2 separate regions of the Mus musculus genome follow, and region 1 is linked to region 2. A link is a contact called in public HiChIP or PLAC-seq data. All regions are on one chromosome and are shown on one strand. The core of a region is the stretch at or near the end of the contact, and the rest is flanking DNA. Distances in the headings are between cores, read along the strand shown. Region 1 overlaps Pmm2 (phosphomannomutase 2). Region 2 overlaps Abat (4-aminobutyrate aminotransferase).

The links. HiChIP or PLAC-seq counts read pairs in DNA pulled down with a chosen protein or histone mark.
Region 1: a contact with region 2 is called in an H3K27ac HiChIP or PLAC-seq map of embryonic stem cells, with 5 read pairs. The contact joins two enhancer-like sites. A contact is called at or near these places in 5 of 39 promoter capture datasets (the HPC-7 cell line, cranial neural crest, embryonic stem cells and 2 more), 2 of 484 Hi-C or Micro-C datasets (the G1E-ER4 cell line and embryonic stem cells), 6 of 115 datasets of contacts at active chromatin or transcription factors (embryonic basal ganglia, embryonic forebrain, embryonic stem cells and 3 more) and 3 of 9 other capture datasets (adipose tissue, embryonic stem cells and liver).

What each region holds. Positions count from the first base shown.
Region 1 is chr16:8,650,678-8,657,779 of GRCm38.p6, reverse strand. It overlaps Pmm2 (phosphomannomutase 2), which reads right to left. Exons shown (of 9, transcript NM_016881.3): 7 at 6,255-6,370; 8 at 2,092-2,229; 9 at 172-1,224. The coding sequence ends at 2,128. Among named protein-coding and RNA genes, the nearest start is that of Tmem186, 17 kb to the right of the region's middle. Within about 2 kb of position 1,994, at least 34 of the 459 cell types and tissues checked have an H3K27ac peak or open chromatin away from gene starts, as enhancers often do. A contact at or near this core is called in embryonic stem cells, where this site is marked.
Region 2 is chr16:8,530,532-8,537,646 of GRCm38.p6, reverse strand. The region is part of intron 1 of Abat (4-aminobutyrate aminotransferase); the gene reads right to left. Among named protein-coding and RNA genes, the nearest start is that of Abat, 21 kb to the right of the region's middle. Within about 2 kb of position 4,061, at least 11 of the 459 cell types and tissues checked have an H3K27ac peak or open chromatin away from gene starts, as enhancers often do. A contact at or near this core is called in embryonic stem cells, where this site is marked.

The sequences.
Region 1 (7,102 bases), core at 745-3,244, 120 kb before region 2:
TACAGCCTTGCGGTGCTTAGTATAGCCTCTGCTTGCTTCTTGTGATGTAGTCTTTATCCAACTTTCTGGGTTTTTTTTTTTTTTTCTTTTTTCCAAGTCCTTTGCAATCCCTACTTGGTAGGTTTGCACTCTTGACAGGTAGGCAGAGCTTGCTTTGAGCCACAGTTGTTTAGCACAAGTCCTTGGACCTGGGCAGCCACACTGCCCCATCAGCAAGATCATACATGTATGATTCGGCCACAATCATGTACTGCCTGGAGAGCAGAGGCCCTTTATTAGGTGGGAGAGTTGAATGAAGACAGTGGGGCAGGGGGGTTCTGTGATAGCCACTGTAGGAACTGGCAAGGCCTGGAGTCCACCTGGCACAGTGGGAGACACTGGACCTGCAGGTAGAACACAGCATCTGGGCTGGCTTGGAACTGCTACAGCCAGGACAGCTAGGGGCTCCAGCATTACTGGAGCCAAGTGGGGAAAGCAGCTCTCAGAAGCCAAGTTCTCTGCCAACCTGGGGTAGACACCCTTTTGACACTGAGGGTTAAAGTGACCAGACTGAGAAGTGAGGTATGGTGCTGTCCCTTCAGTGGGCTTCACAGCACTGCCATAAAACCCAAGGATGCCACAGGGTGAGGACCTGGCATTCTGCTGTGGGTGTGGACAGAGTAGGGGCAGCCAAGGGTAGGGCAGTGGAGACATATGGTGGTTGGGCACTGGGAAGCTGCCTGGGAAGTGTTCTTGGAAGGCTGTCCCCGAGCTTCTGGAGGACACACGTGCACTCTCCAAGAAGAGGCTGGAGAGCACCCCTGCTGCTGTGGCCTTAGGTACTGCGTCTGCTACCTAGGTTGGTCAGCCTGGGGGTTAAAGAGGACTGCAGTGAGGTGCTGCTTTGCTGGGTCCTCTGTCCTCCCCTCCTGCGGTGACAGGAAAGCAGTCTGGCTTTAAGATATAGCAAATAGAGATGGCCAGCCAGGCCAGTGCAAGTGTAAACTGTGGGATCAGTTGTCACTTGGTCAGCTATCTGTCAGGCAGCAGGCCACACTGTCGTCTGTGGCTCACAGAGGGGAAGCTGGCTTGAAAACAGAAACATTAACCCTTTGACAGAATAGTGGTGTTCCTTCCTGCCTCAGCCTCCACCACAGGTTGCAGACGGAGCATGTCACAGAAGTCTTCAGTTCTATCCCAGGTGGGTAACTCTGGGTGGCTGCTCTCTTTCATCATCAGATGCCCCTGTTTGGTGGTAAGATATGGGTGTGAGCACTGATGGTTGCAGGTTTTCATTAGACCTTAGCAGGTGTGGGTGCATGTAATCTGCATTTGTAAGGCAGAGGCAGGAAGACCCTGAGCTCAAGGTCGTCCAATGGGTCCACACAGCAGGGTCTGGGGCAGCCACAGCTACACAGTGAGACCATGTTTCAAAATAGAATCCTGGGCTGGAGAGATGGCTCAGTGGTTAAAAGCACCCTCTGTTCTTCCAGAGGTCCTGAGTTCAATTCCCAGCAACCACATGGTGGCTCACAGATGGTATCTGTAATGGGATCTGGTGCCCTCTTCTGGTGTGTCTGAAGTCAGCTACAGTGTACTCACATACATAAAATAAATAAATAAATCTTTAAAAAAAAAAGGAAAAGAAAAAGAAACCCCCCCACCCACCAGAACCCACACTTTAAATTCCCCAAAGCATAAGGGACCCAGGTATATTCTTGTTTTTCCCTCTATCATATGGTAAGAAACTTTCACAGAGCAGCATGTATCCTCTCAGCTCGCTCTTACACCATGGGTGGGGAGAAACATCAGGTAGGAGTTACTTCTGTCTCTGAGGTCCCTGAGTCGTAGGCTGGGACCCATGCGAGGCAAGCGTCCCCAACCCAGAGCCACCAATCTTTTTGTTTTGTTTGAGACATGGTCTCATTCTGCCTCAGCTTCCTGAGCACAGATTACACACGAGCCACCACACCCAGCCACCACACCCAGCCACAGCCATCTCTGATAAACTCTCTCCCTTGGGGCTGCTGCTGGTACTGCATGAAGGTGTGGCTCATTGGCAAGCACAGCAAGCTGACCTCTGGCACTAAGTGACCCCTGCCCCTGAGTGACCTTTCAGTGTTGTTGGTCAGTCCGGCACTCCTCGGGTCAAGGGAAGAGCCCCTCACAGATCCTGCGTGTGTCTTCGGGGGCCGTCACTGTGTAGCCCACAGTTCTGGGGTCTGTGAAGATCTCATGGTCATTGCCACCCTGCAGAGAAACAACAGAAGCAGTGGGCTAGGCCTTGTCTTGCTCTATGGCTACTGCAACCCTGACGCTCCCATCTTAGAGAGGTTTCTGCACTTAATCTTCCCTTGGTTTCCAAGGCTGACATTTTAGCAGCAATGAGCAAGTTGTCTAACCTTCTTGTGAACTGCAATCGAGCTCAGAAAAGGTAATTATGCTCACGATCGTCATCAGGCTGCCTTTGTGAAGATCTGTCTAAGGCTCGTTTTTTCTTGTGAAAAGACAGTAAATGACAGTATCTCACAGCTATCAATTTGTCTTTGTGCCCACACTTCTTCTGCAAGTCACAGGAGCGTTGGTGGGTAGGCAGCCTAGAGTGGGGCTGCTTATGCCCTGTGACAATGAACATGGCTGCTCAGTCTGCCCACTGCCACTGGCCACATAGGACAACTGAGCACTTGAAGTGTGGCCAGTAAGAGAGGGAAGTGAATTGAGTTATTCAATTGTGTGGTATGTGTGTTTATGCATGCATAGGCGGAGGTTGACTGCGTGTCTTTCTCAGTTGTCTCCATCTTCTTGAGACAGGTCTTTCACTGAGCCAGCTAGATTACCTGGCTAGAGAGTCCTAGATCTACTCGTCTCTGCCTCTCCAGTGACCATAAACCATCTCCCCGGCTCTGAGCTTATTCTACCATCATCATGAGCACCAGCATCAGCATCTTGAGGAAGTTAGGCTTCATAACCAGGCTAGTCTCAAATTTAAGAGCTCTGCTTTAGCCTCCCTAGGGCTGGGATTACAGACACAGGCCACTGTCATGACACTGCAATGGCCCAGTAACAGTATCCGAGCAGACAGGAAGAAAGAAGGCAGGGTGGGGACTACAAAGTAGGCAGCAGTCTGAGTGAGTCCAGCAGCAGGTAGAGAGATCTGCACAGGAGTCTCAGAGGAAGTCTCAAGTGGGATGGGCGTCTGTAAGCACAGGACCTCTGTAGAAAGCACACAGCAGGCACTTGGAAGCATCCACTGCAAAACACACAGGGACTGACTTCATATCCCGCCTCGGCCCTTACCATCTGAGCGTCAGTCAGCAAACCAATCCCTCTTACTCCTTTCAAAACTGGAAAGAGTAAGAGTTACTGCCCTAAACTTGCCCTAAACCTTGGATTCTATGAACAGCAAAATGTCCTGGTTGAATCAGCGCAGGCAGTGACTGCCCACTGTGAGGCTGTGCCCGGAGCACCCCTCTCCTGAGAACCACATGCAGAGCGAGAGCTGCAGCTGGCTGCACATTCTTTCACTTTTGCAGACCTCCTCCCCCCCATGTGATCAACCCTGCCTCTTTAGAGCAGGGGAATGGCTTTAAACTGACATAGCTCAGCTATAAACCAGAATACAAAAGAGAACAAGCTGTGTGTGTGCATGTGTGAGAGAGTGAAAGAGAGAGAGAGAAGAGGAGAGACAGAGAAAGAGAGATGAGAAAGAGGAAAGAGAGGAGAGAGACAGAGAGGAAAGAGATGAGAAAGAGAGAAGAGAGACAGGGAGGAGGAATACGAGACAGAATCCCATTACTTAGCTCAGGTTGACTTCCAACATGCAATTCTCCAGTCTCTGCCTCCCAAGTGTTAGGATTATAGGAATATACCACCACACCTGGATTCACTTAATAAAAACATGATTCAAAGCAGTGGTAATGCAAGAGGTAAACCGAGTAGCAAACCCTCGAGTCCTATCAGCTTCATTGCATTTTCATCTGCGAAGTTCCAGCAAGGCGTCTAGATGGCATTCCCATACCACATGGGGCTGGGTCGTGATTGCAGAGAAGCCTGTTGTGTGAACATTCTGGGAGAATGGTTGTGCTGTTATTCTACCCTCAGAACAAGGCTGCTTTGCTTCAGAGCTGGCTGGCTTGGAGCACTGTCACAGCTCCTTGGACTAGGTCTATTATCTGGTCAGAGAGCTACATTGTTGTGAAAAACTGGACACGTTTAAGCAGACGCAGACATCTGATCCCAGCTATTCTGATAACCAGTTCCCCAAAGAAACAAACTCAATGCTGTCCTACCTGATAAGACCCGCACCACCTGGGCAACGTGACAGACAGACACACACACTAGCAGAATCTTTACTGCAGCCTACCTAACAGACGCTGCTACTGCCCTCCTCTCTGCTGAATTTATTCATGGCTCACGGAGCTCACTCATGTAAAGACTTCCGAGGACCAGATCGCTAGTCTTTTGGATCTATACTCAGCAGTGTGATTCCTGGATCATAAGAGGTTCTATTTTTGGATTTTTGAAGACCACTCTATATAGTTGTCCATATTGACTGTACCATCTACTGTTCTGAGGTAAAGAGTCACTAATTTCTACCTTCTTCTGTGTGTGTCTATTAAAAATGGCCAGTCTAATAGTAGAATTGGCTCTCACTGTGACCTGGATATACATTCTTATGACCTGTGATTCAGATGTCAACCCTATGTGCTCAGGAGTCCACTGTGTGTCTTCAGACATGTTAAATCAGGTTCTTTGTTTCTATTATTTTATATGTACGGGTGTTTTGCCTGCGTGTGTGTCTGTGCATCACTGTGCCCTGATGCCTACAGAGGACAGAACAGGGCTTCTGATTCCCACGGGACGGGTATTACAGACAGTTGTGAACCACCATATAGGTGCTGGGAACCAAACCCAGATCCGCTGGCAGAGCAGCCGGTGCTCTTCCCTGCTGAGCATCTCCCCAGCCCTTAAATGGAGTTCTTACTTTGCTGCTGAGTTGCAGGAGTCTGGTACATTTTGGATCGACAGATATATGGTTGGTTGAGTATTTGTTCCCTCACATTTCATAGGCTCTTTTGGTTTTTGTTTTGATTTTTAAAGACAGGGTCTATCTGTATAGCCCTAGCTGACCTGAAACTCACCGTGTGGACCAGGCCGGCCTTAAACAGATATCTGCCTGTCTCTGGCTCCCAAGTGCTGGGCCTGAGAGTGTGCACTGCCACCCAACCACAGGCCGCCTTCTCCTGCTGTGCTCTTCTTGCTGAGCAGCAGCAGTGGTTTTGCCCGGTCCAGGCCTGCTTGTTTATTTGGCTTCCGCTGCCCACGACAATGTCCAGAGGCTGCCGCCTATGTTTTCTAAGGGGGGCTGCCATGTCAGCTCAGATAGACAACCAAACACAATGAGCCACAGGCTCACATTCACAGAGGCATTACTTATGGTGACTGAGAGAACAAAAGTCACAAGTCTGCCAAAGGATGGATTAAGTAAACTGCGTACCCATACAGTGCAGGATTATCTAGCCTTAAGAAAGGAGATTCTTATTGTTGATAAATCTGGAGGATGTCACACTAAGTAAGATAATCCACTGTTACCAGGACCCTGCTGCAAGCAGACCTTGGACAGTGTTGATCCCGACAGGGTGAGCAGCTGTCAAAGGGACCAGAGCCGCAGTTGCAGCATTTATGATGGATGCCCTACAGGGTTCACAACGGCTACCATGCCTGAACCAGGATCCTACAAAAAGGTGACATGGGCAGTGCAAGGTGAGAAGCTGACACACAACCGGGACCCAAGGCCAAGCACAGCGCTAAGTAGCTGGTTCTAAAGCACCTCTCAGGCCTTGGGTCGTGGCCGTAGGCAGCTGTGCAGGGAGAGCCTCAGAGGCTGCAGAGTGGCTCTGGGGAAACGACGGCGCTCAGACCTCGTCTATGCTGAACTGGGCTTTCTGCAAGCTCTCACTGTGGTCTCCAGCACTCTGGGTGACACTAGGCAGATGCTCACTTCAAGTTATCCCGACTAACAGTGCGCATCAGACTCAGATAATGCCCCACCTTCCCATGTTTGTTACCCTAGCGTGCAATTTACTATGAACACAGGAGGGAGGGTAGAGCAGAATCATAAAGCAGCAGTAGTGAAGATACTTAATTCAAAGGACACACTGATGACCATCTACAGTCCTTGCTCCCACTGGGCAGGACCTCAAAGCTCTGAGGGGAGGGAGGCCATCAGGTAGGATGCAAGATGGCAAAACAGCACAGGAGACCTTCCTATTTACCGGCATAGTCTTGTCTCCAAAGAAATAAATGGTCTTATAGCCAGCATGTTCCAGGTGTCTCAGGCAATACCGCTTATCCCATCCTTCAGGAAAGACGTCAATGCTGATTTGGCCACCTGCAGGATGGGGAGGATACAAGGCTCAGCAGGGCTGGGGGTGCAGCTTGCCTGGGGCTCCTGAGCACCAGCCCCAGCACAGCCTGGGAGAGGAGGGAGAGAGACTAACACCTTTGGAGAAGGACGCAGCTTGTCTCTTTCATATCCTTGCTCACCACTCCCTGTCACTTCATGGACAGGTCCTCTGCTGCTTTCCCCGTGTCATCTCACCTGGGTCTAAGAGCAGCCACCTCTCTTAATGCTTTCCCAAAGAAGAGGCTTACTTAAGACTTTGCAATGGCTTCCCTTCCCCCAGCAGACCTAAGTCAGGCATGGTAGTTCATACCTAACACCACAGCATTCACAAAGCTGAGACAGGAGGATTATGATGAATTCAAGGTCAGTCTGGACTTCATGTGAATTCCAGGCTAGTTTGAGTTACACAGTGAAAACCTTTTGAAAAAAACAAACAAAAAAGCAAACCTAACTAAACCAAACCACTATTGGTGGAAAATAGCAAAAGCAGGCTGTATGAGCCCAGCCTGTACACAACAGGTCTGTCACATGCAAGATAGCTTATAGGCAGTTACCCCCTAATTTCCCCCCCCTTTCCTCTCCTCTTTCCTTTCTTTTTTGCTTTGCTTTCCTTTCCTTCCCTCATTCATTCATTCATTCATTCACTCACCTGCATGGGTGTTTTACCTGCATTTATGTCTGTGTACCAATGCATATCTAGTGCCAAGGAAACCCTGG
Region 2 (7,115 bases), core at 2,812-5,311:
AACTGACTCACTGTGTGTGTGTGCATATGTGTGTGTGTGTGTTTCTTTTGCACACGTATGGGGTGTACTCCTGGAGGGCAGAGGTCAACTGTGGGAAGTAGGTTTTCTCCTTCTATGTGGGCCCCCCCCAGAGACTTGGCAACACATACTTCGATCCACTGAGCCTTCTCAGCAGCCTCTGTTGAGTAACTATTCCATTCTACAGATGGAGATGAGTGCTCGGAAGGAATGTAGCCCTCTGTAAATGGCGGAACTGCCCTGAAAGCTTACTGTGCACAAGATCCAATTCTGAGGGAACAGATGCTCTACTGAGGATCGTGGGCCATGGCATCGTCAGCTGTGAGGACTGTGGAATCTGTCCTCTTTCTTAAGTGTTTAACAAACAAAAAAACAAACAAACAAACAAACAAAAATAACAACAAAAACTAAAAAAAAAAAAAAAATGAAGGTGTGGGTTCAGCATGTGAGTCAGTTAAGAAACCACCCAGGCATTAACGCTCTCTGCGAATCACATGTCTGAGAGTCAAAACTCTCCCAGGACCTCCTGTGTCCAACCTTTTTGGGAAACAATATGGCTTCAAGGGCTAAAGAGAGGTTCTGGGTTTTGTTCGTTTGATTTTAATTGTAAGTTGTTGTTGTTTTTTAATTGTGAAGGCTCTCAAGTGTCTGAGCTTGCAGAGACTGGAAGATACCACGTGTCCTTTATCCATTTCCACCTTATCTCCTTGAGACTCGATTTCTTGATGAACATGAGACTTGCCATTTCTCCTTTAGCCTGTCTGTCTGGTGAGCCCCAGGGACTCTGTTGCTCCCCTATTTTCACTGTTTGGTTTTTGTGGGGCTGGGATCAGAACTCAGGTGCTTGGGCTTGCACCCTCAGCTCCTGAGCCTTCTCCCCAGGGCAAGATCTTAAATAATCTCTACTCCAGGAATTTAGCTAATTCAGGAAGTTCCCAGTGAAGGGAGAGTTCTCCAGCACAGCTACGATACACGAGAGTGGACAACTGAAGGAATGGAGGCTGCTCACGCTGAGGTCTGCCCAGAGAAGACACCCGTGTGAAGACCCCCGTACTCCTGACAGCTAGCAGAAACTGCAAAAAGTCAGAAATATGATTTCTGAAGCCACGTAATGAGAGAGAAGAGGAATCTTACATTTCTGGCTCTTTATTTGTTTTGGAGACAGGATCTCAATGTGTAACTCTGGCTGGCTCGGAACGCATTCTGCAGACCAGAGTCTGGCCTCAAACTCAGAAATCCACCAGACTCTGCCTCCTGAGTGCTAGGGTAAGGGGTGTGCCACCGATACCTGGCCACAGAAGCCCATAGAATTTTACGTAAAGTCTGAAAAACATAAATTAAGCCCAGGGTAAAGGAAGGTTGGCAGAAGAGCAGAGCCTGCTTAGCAGCAAGTGTTTTAGGATTCTGGGGTGGGAACCACTTTCTTCTACCCTTTTCTCCTTCCCCCACTCCCCTCTTTGTTTCCAGTTTGCTCCACTTTTTTTGAGACAGTGTTGTCCATGACCCAGACTGTGCCTGCTATGTAGTTTAAGGTGACTTTGAACTTCTGACCTTCCTGTTTCTACCTCTTAAGAGTTGGGGTTACAGGCATGTGCCACTCTGCCTGTGGTATATGTGGTACTGTGGACTGAAATGAACACCTTGGGCACACTAGGCAAGCACTGTACCAACTGCCACATCCTCAGCCTACATTCTGATTGCTTGTTAATGATACCAAGTTAATTTCACCAAGTTAATTTTACCAAGTAGGTAAAAGACCATGTCTGGTTGCCTCAATAAACAGGGGAACAGTCGAGGGTCAGAGGGAAGCATGGGTGGATAGCAACCAAATGTTTCTAGATAGTTAATTATGAAAAAACACTCTTGAGTTACATGACAGGGTATTAGCAGAAAGCCCAAAGGCGCTTGGACATTGATCTGTATTCAGTTTGGTTTTGAGCAGTGCGAAAAGAGATGAGCTTCCAAACGGATATAAAAGGACATTAGTGTTTTGGCATTGAACCAGGTCAAAATGGCTTCCAGTCCCCAGGGGGAAACACTTAAAAGCTGAAAGTAGGTCAGCACAATCAGGGAGTTTAGCACATTCATAGCACAAAGTGAAACTTTATTATTTCACATCAGTGGATAGCAGCGAAGCTCGGAGGACAATACCCAGAATTCCTGGAAGGCCAGGATTGGAGGTGTTCCTGGGGCCAGGTTACGCTGGCCTATTCTGGATTAGGAGTCTGCAACCCATGGCCACATGGCCTTTTAAGATAAACTTTTATTGCAACACAGCTATATCTTCTCATTACTGGTTGCCTTTGCACTAGAGCTGAGTTTAGTAGCTGGGAAAATGGCCCCTAACCCGGGTATTCCAGGCTTAGCTGTGCGGTCAAAAACAGTATGGAAGAAATGGCGATGCTCTGGACTTGGTTACCAGGAGTTGAAGTTAAGAGAACGCTCCCAGACTCAGGTCCCTTTGCTATAAGAAATCATCTAATGTGTTCCTCACGTGACACATTCCCTTATGTGTCAGCAAGGCACAAAGTACATCTCTTCCCAACTCCACCTTAGCATGTCTATTGTCCTTTATAGCGTTTTTCCTTGGACTGGGAATGTAGGCCAGAGAGAGGGAGGGGGAGGGGAAGGAGGAGAGGAGGGAGAGGAGAGGAGGGGGAGGGGGAGAGAGGGAGGAAAGGAGGGGGGCGATGAATGAATGAGAACAGATGGCTGGAGAGATGGCTCAGTGTGTAAAGGCCTGCCACTAAGACCAAGGACCTGAGTTTGATCCCCGAACCCCACATGGTGGAAGGGGCAAACTGATTCCCATAAGTTGTCCTCTGACCTTCACATGAACAGAGGCACTACCCCACCACATACATACAGCACATACATACAGAATAACAGTGGAAATCCGAACTACAAGGAGAGGAAACATAGGCAGGGTGGGGGTGGCGCATGCGCACCTTTTATCCCAGCACTTGGGAGGCAGAGGCAGGTGAGTTCAAGGTCAGCCTGGTCTACAGAGCTAGTTCTAGGACAGTCAGGGCTATGCAGAGAAACCTTGTTTAAGAAAACAAAACAAAACAAAATGGGGGCGGGGCGGGGAACAGACGATGACTTCTTGAAATCATCCTAAGTTTTTTCATAGAGTAGATAACTTAAAAATTTTTTATTTTGATGATTATTGTATGTATATGAGAGTTTTGCCTGCATGTATGTTATGAACCTCATGTGTGTCAGGTCTCTGTGGAAGCCAGCAGAGGGTGTCAGTCATTCCTAACCCAAGCCAGATCTGGAGTTACACACAGACAGTTGTGAGCCACCATGTGAGTGCAAAGAATCGAACTCGAAGCCGGGCAGTGGTGGTGCACGCCGTTAATCCCAGCACTTGGGAGGCAGAGGCAGGCAGATTTCTGAGTTCGAGGCCAGCCTGGTCTACAAAGTGAGTTCCAGGACAGCCAGGGCTACACAGAGAAACCCTGTCTCAAAAAACCAAAAAAACAAAAACAAAAACAACCCAAAACCAAACCAAACCAAAACAAAAGAATGGAACACAGAACTCAGTCCTCTGGAATGGCAGCCAGTGTTCTTAACTACTAATCCATCTCTCCAGCCCTGCACCGTAACATTTAACAGCAATACATTTAAGTGGACAGCTGTATCACTATTGAATTTAGAAAGTCCACGTATTTCATATGGATAAACAGCTCCTGTAAAACTATTCAACAAGGCTGTTGCTCAACTCTATTGAACGCGGGCGCCTGGGATTAGACTCCACCTTCAGAACAGCTCCAGAATGGTCTTCCTCCCTCGCTTCTATTCCCACCCTCCCCCTCCCCCTCCCCCTCCAGGTCTAAGCTTAGGCTTCCCGCCATGCCACTCCTGCCCCATTTGGACCTTTCTCAGTTTCCTGTGGTCTGTATGCCAAGGTGATCCTGTGTAAAAGTTGACCTGCCTCTGGCCTTAGTCCTGCAAATGGTCCCTGTCCCAGTAGGCTCAGGAGGCTCTCCATGACCCCTGCCACCTGCTTCTCTCCTTCCGGCTCCTCCCAGTCAGCATGCTTCTTGCTGTCCCTACACTATGCAAAGTGAGCCCAACTCCCAAAGTTTTGCTGTTCCCTCTCCACTGTTCAAAAATCTCATCTATGGCCGCCCCCTCCACGGCGCCCTTCTGTCTTCGGCTGTGGTCAGTTCCGCTTTGCTCTGTACTCCCTCAGTTCTTCCTCAGGTAGTAGTTAATGGGGAAGTGTCCGGCCATCAGAGAGTGGGGTCCTGCTAACAACCTGGCTTTGTAGGAGAATCTATCCTTGCGGCTTTAAGTAACCCAGTTAATGTCGCAGCAATCCTAGGAAACCAGTTAGTCAGCTCTTGGTACCTGAAGGGATCTGTTCCAGGGCCCTTGTGAGAGTAAAAGGCTGTGCATTTGAAACCTCAAGTACAAAGCAGGGTAGCATTTTCACAAGACCTGTGAGTGCCCTCCTGTGGACTTCAAATCACCTTCCGCTGACCAATACTAGCTACTGCCACAGGGAGTATGTCTTAAGGCTCCACCCTTCCAGCTCCTCCTCGCTGCTTCCTGTCCGCTAGGAGGCGAACAGCTTTGGACCCCACAGGCTCCGCTCTTGTGATGTTTTTCCTTCTAGGTGGGGCCACGTGACAAGACTGAGCCTTCAGAAACCCCTCCCACACCCAACCCCCGCACCAAAAAAGCCCTTATCTCCTTGTTTGTTTTTTGTTACAGGTATTTTGTTGCGGCAATTTGAGAGGAAATGGCGTGTCTGCCAAAGGGCTGGTTGCAAAGAGAGGAAAGGACATCTCTCTAACCATAGGCTGATGTCCTCTCTCCAGTAGGCCCTTCTGGACACTGGCTGGCCTCCACCGGATGCTGGTGGCTTCTTCCTCATGCTAAACATCACTCCTCGAGTGAGACCTTGCTTAAGGTGGGACTTGATCAAAGCAGCCCCGCCACTTTGGGGCACCATATTCCATTTGTGCTTATCTGTGATTGGTGCACCAATCTTCTCAGGCACGTGGGCTCCACATCTCCCTTGTTCGCCTCTGTTACTGCAGCCTAGCGGCTCCTGCAATGGGGTCACGTGGCAACTTAACAACAGGAAAAATTAAAATCAACGAATGATAACTTCCACTTGAGGCGCTTCCTCCACAAGGTTCATAGACCACTTTTGGTCAGCTGAGACAGGTTTACACAAGATCAGGCTTCCTAAGAATGTCCCTTAAGGGCTGGAGAGATGGCTCAGTGGTTAAGAGCACTGGCTGCTCTTCCAGAGGTCCTGAGTTCAATTCCCAGCAACCACATGGTGGCTCACAACCATCTGTAATGGGATCCGATGCCCTCTTCTGGTGTGTCTGAAGATAGCTACAGGGTACTCATATAAATGAAATAAATAAATCTTAAAAAAAAAAAAAGACTGTCCCTTAAGACACCTGGCTGCCATGAATGCTCCCTTATTCTCCCTGTAATGTGTCCATAATCCCATAAGCACCCACAGATAGGAACTGACTATGCTCTAGCAACACAGCTAGACTGCTTGCTGATCCCAAACCTTCCGACCTGCCTTTCACTGTGATTCCTCATGAGCTCCGGCTCCTTAGTCTCAGTGTGCCGCACGCTGTGCTAAGCCATGGCTAGAATGTCATACAGCAGGAGAAAGCTGGGCGGTAGGGGACACAGGGTTCAGGGGTCACAGGTGTGATTTGTGTGCTCTGACCTGGATTCAGTTCTAGCTCTCCTGATACCCCACATGCAGCGTTTTATAAATGCAAATTGGGAAAGAAAGAAGCAGAAGCTCCCTGTGTGAGCTTGGTCCCAGGCTGGTCCCCTTTGGTCTAGGCTGCTGGAGAGAAGCTTCAAGCATTAGCTTCCTCAGTCAGTTCGGAGGGTCCCCACGTCCCAGGTTCTGAGCTTCTATGTACTGTTCTTGGATCCATCCACCCTTTGCTACTGGAGACTGAACGCAGGGTCTTGCATGTGCCAGGCACTACTCTACTTCTGAGCTATACCCAGCCCTTTTTTACTTTATTTTATTAATTTCCCAAGACTTTTAAAATTATTTTAAAAATCAGGCATGGTGGCACATATCTGAAATCACACACAACTGGCAGAGGCCTAAGTACCACTGCCAGTTCAAGGCCACTCAGTGCTACCTGCTGTGGTCCAGGCCAGCCAGGCCTGCGCAGTAAGAACCTGTTTCAAAAAACAAAGGGCTGAGAAGACGGCACAATGGGTAAAGTGCTTGCCACACAAGTGTGAGCACACAAGTGTGAGGAGTTGCATGATCCCAGCTGGGATTACAGGCACATATAATCCCATGGTAGGCTGGGAGCCAGAGACAGGGGGACCCTACAGTCCAGCCAGTTGGTGAGCTCAGGGTTCAGTCTCACAAACTAAGGTGGAAAAGCAGCAGAGGAGGACACCTGATGCTGTTATCTTTCCTCTTTACAAGCACCACAAGCACCTCTAAACACACACACACAGACACACAAACACAAACACAAACACACACACACAGACACACACACACACAGACACACACACACACAGACACAGACACACACACAGACACACACACAAACGCCAAGTCTTGCTCAGTTGTCCCTGCTGGCCTTGATCTTGTGATTCTCCTTTGGCTTCCATAGTAGCTGGGATGAAAGGCTTGCTTCACACAATGAGCTTCTGTTCCTTGTTGGTAGTCCACTCCCTCGGGCAAACCCTCTGCCCCAAGGAATGGCAGGTCCATGCTCCGGTGACCCAGGGGCAAGCCACCCACTCTTCAGTTCCCACCCAAAGCTGCCCTGTGATTCTCTGAACCATGAGTACTGTCTGTGTTCAGACTAGACTCAGCATCTCTCCACCACAGGGAGATTTCCTGCAAAGCCCCCACACCCCACTCCTGTGGGGTAGGCGTCTCTGGTGCTCACCCTATGGAAACTAATTTTCAGACATGGCTAACTCTACTGCTTATGTAGTCTGTGTGTAACACAGGCATGCTTGTCTGGGTAGGCAACACACATAAGCTGACACTGGAATGCTTCTTCAGTCACTTCTCCACCTCATTCTAGTTAATTAAGGAGCAGAGTCTCTTACTGAACCAG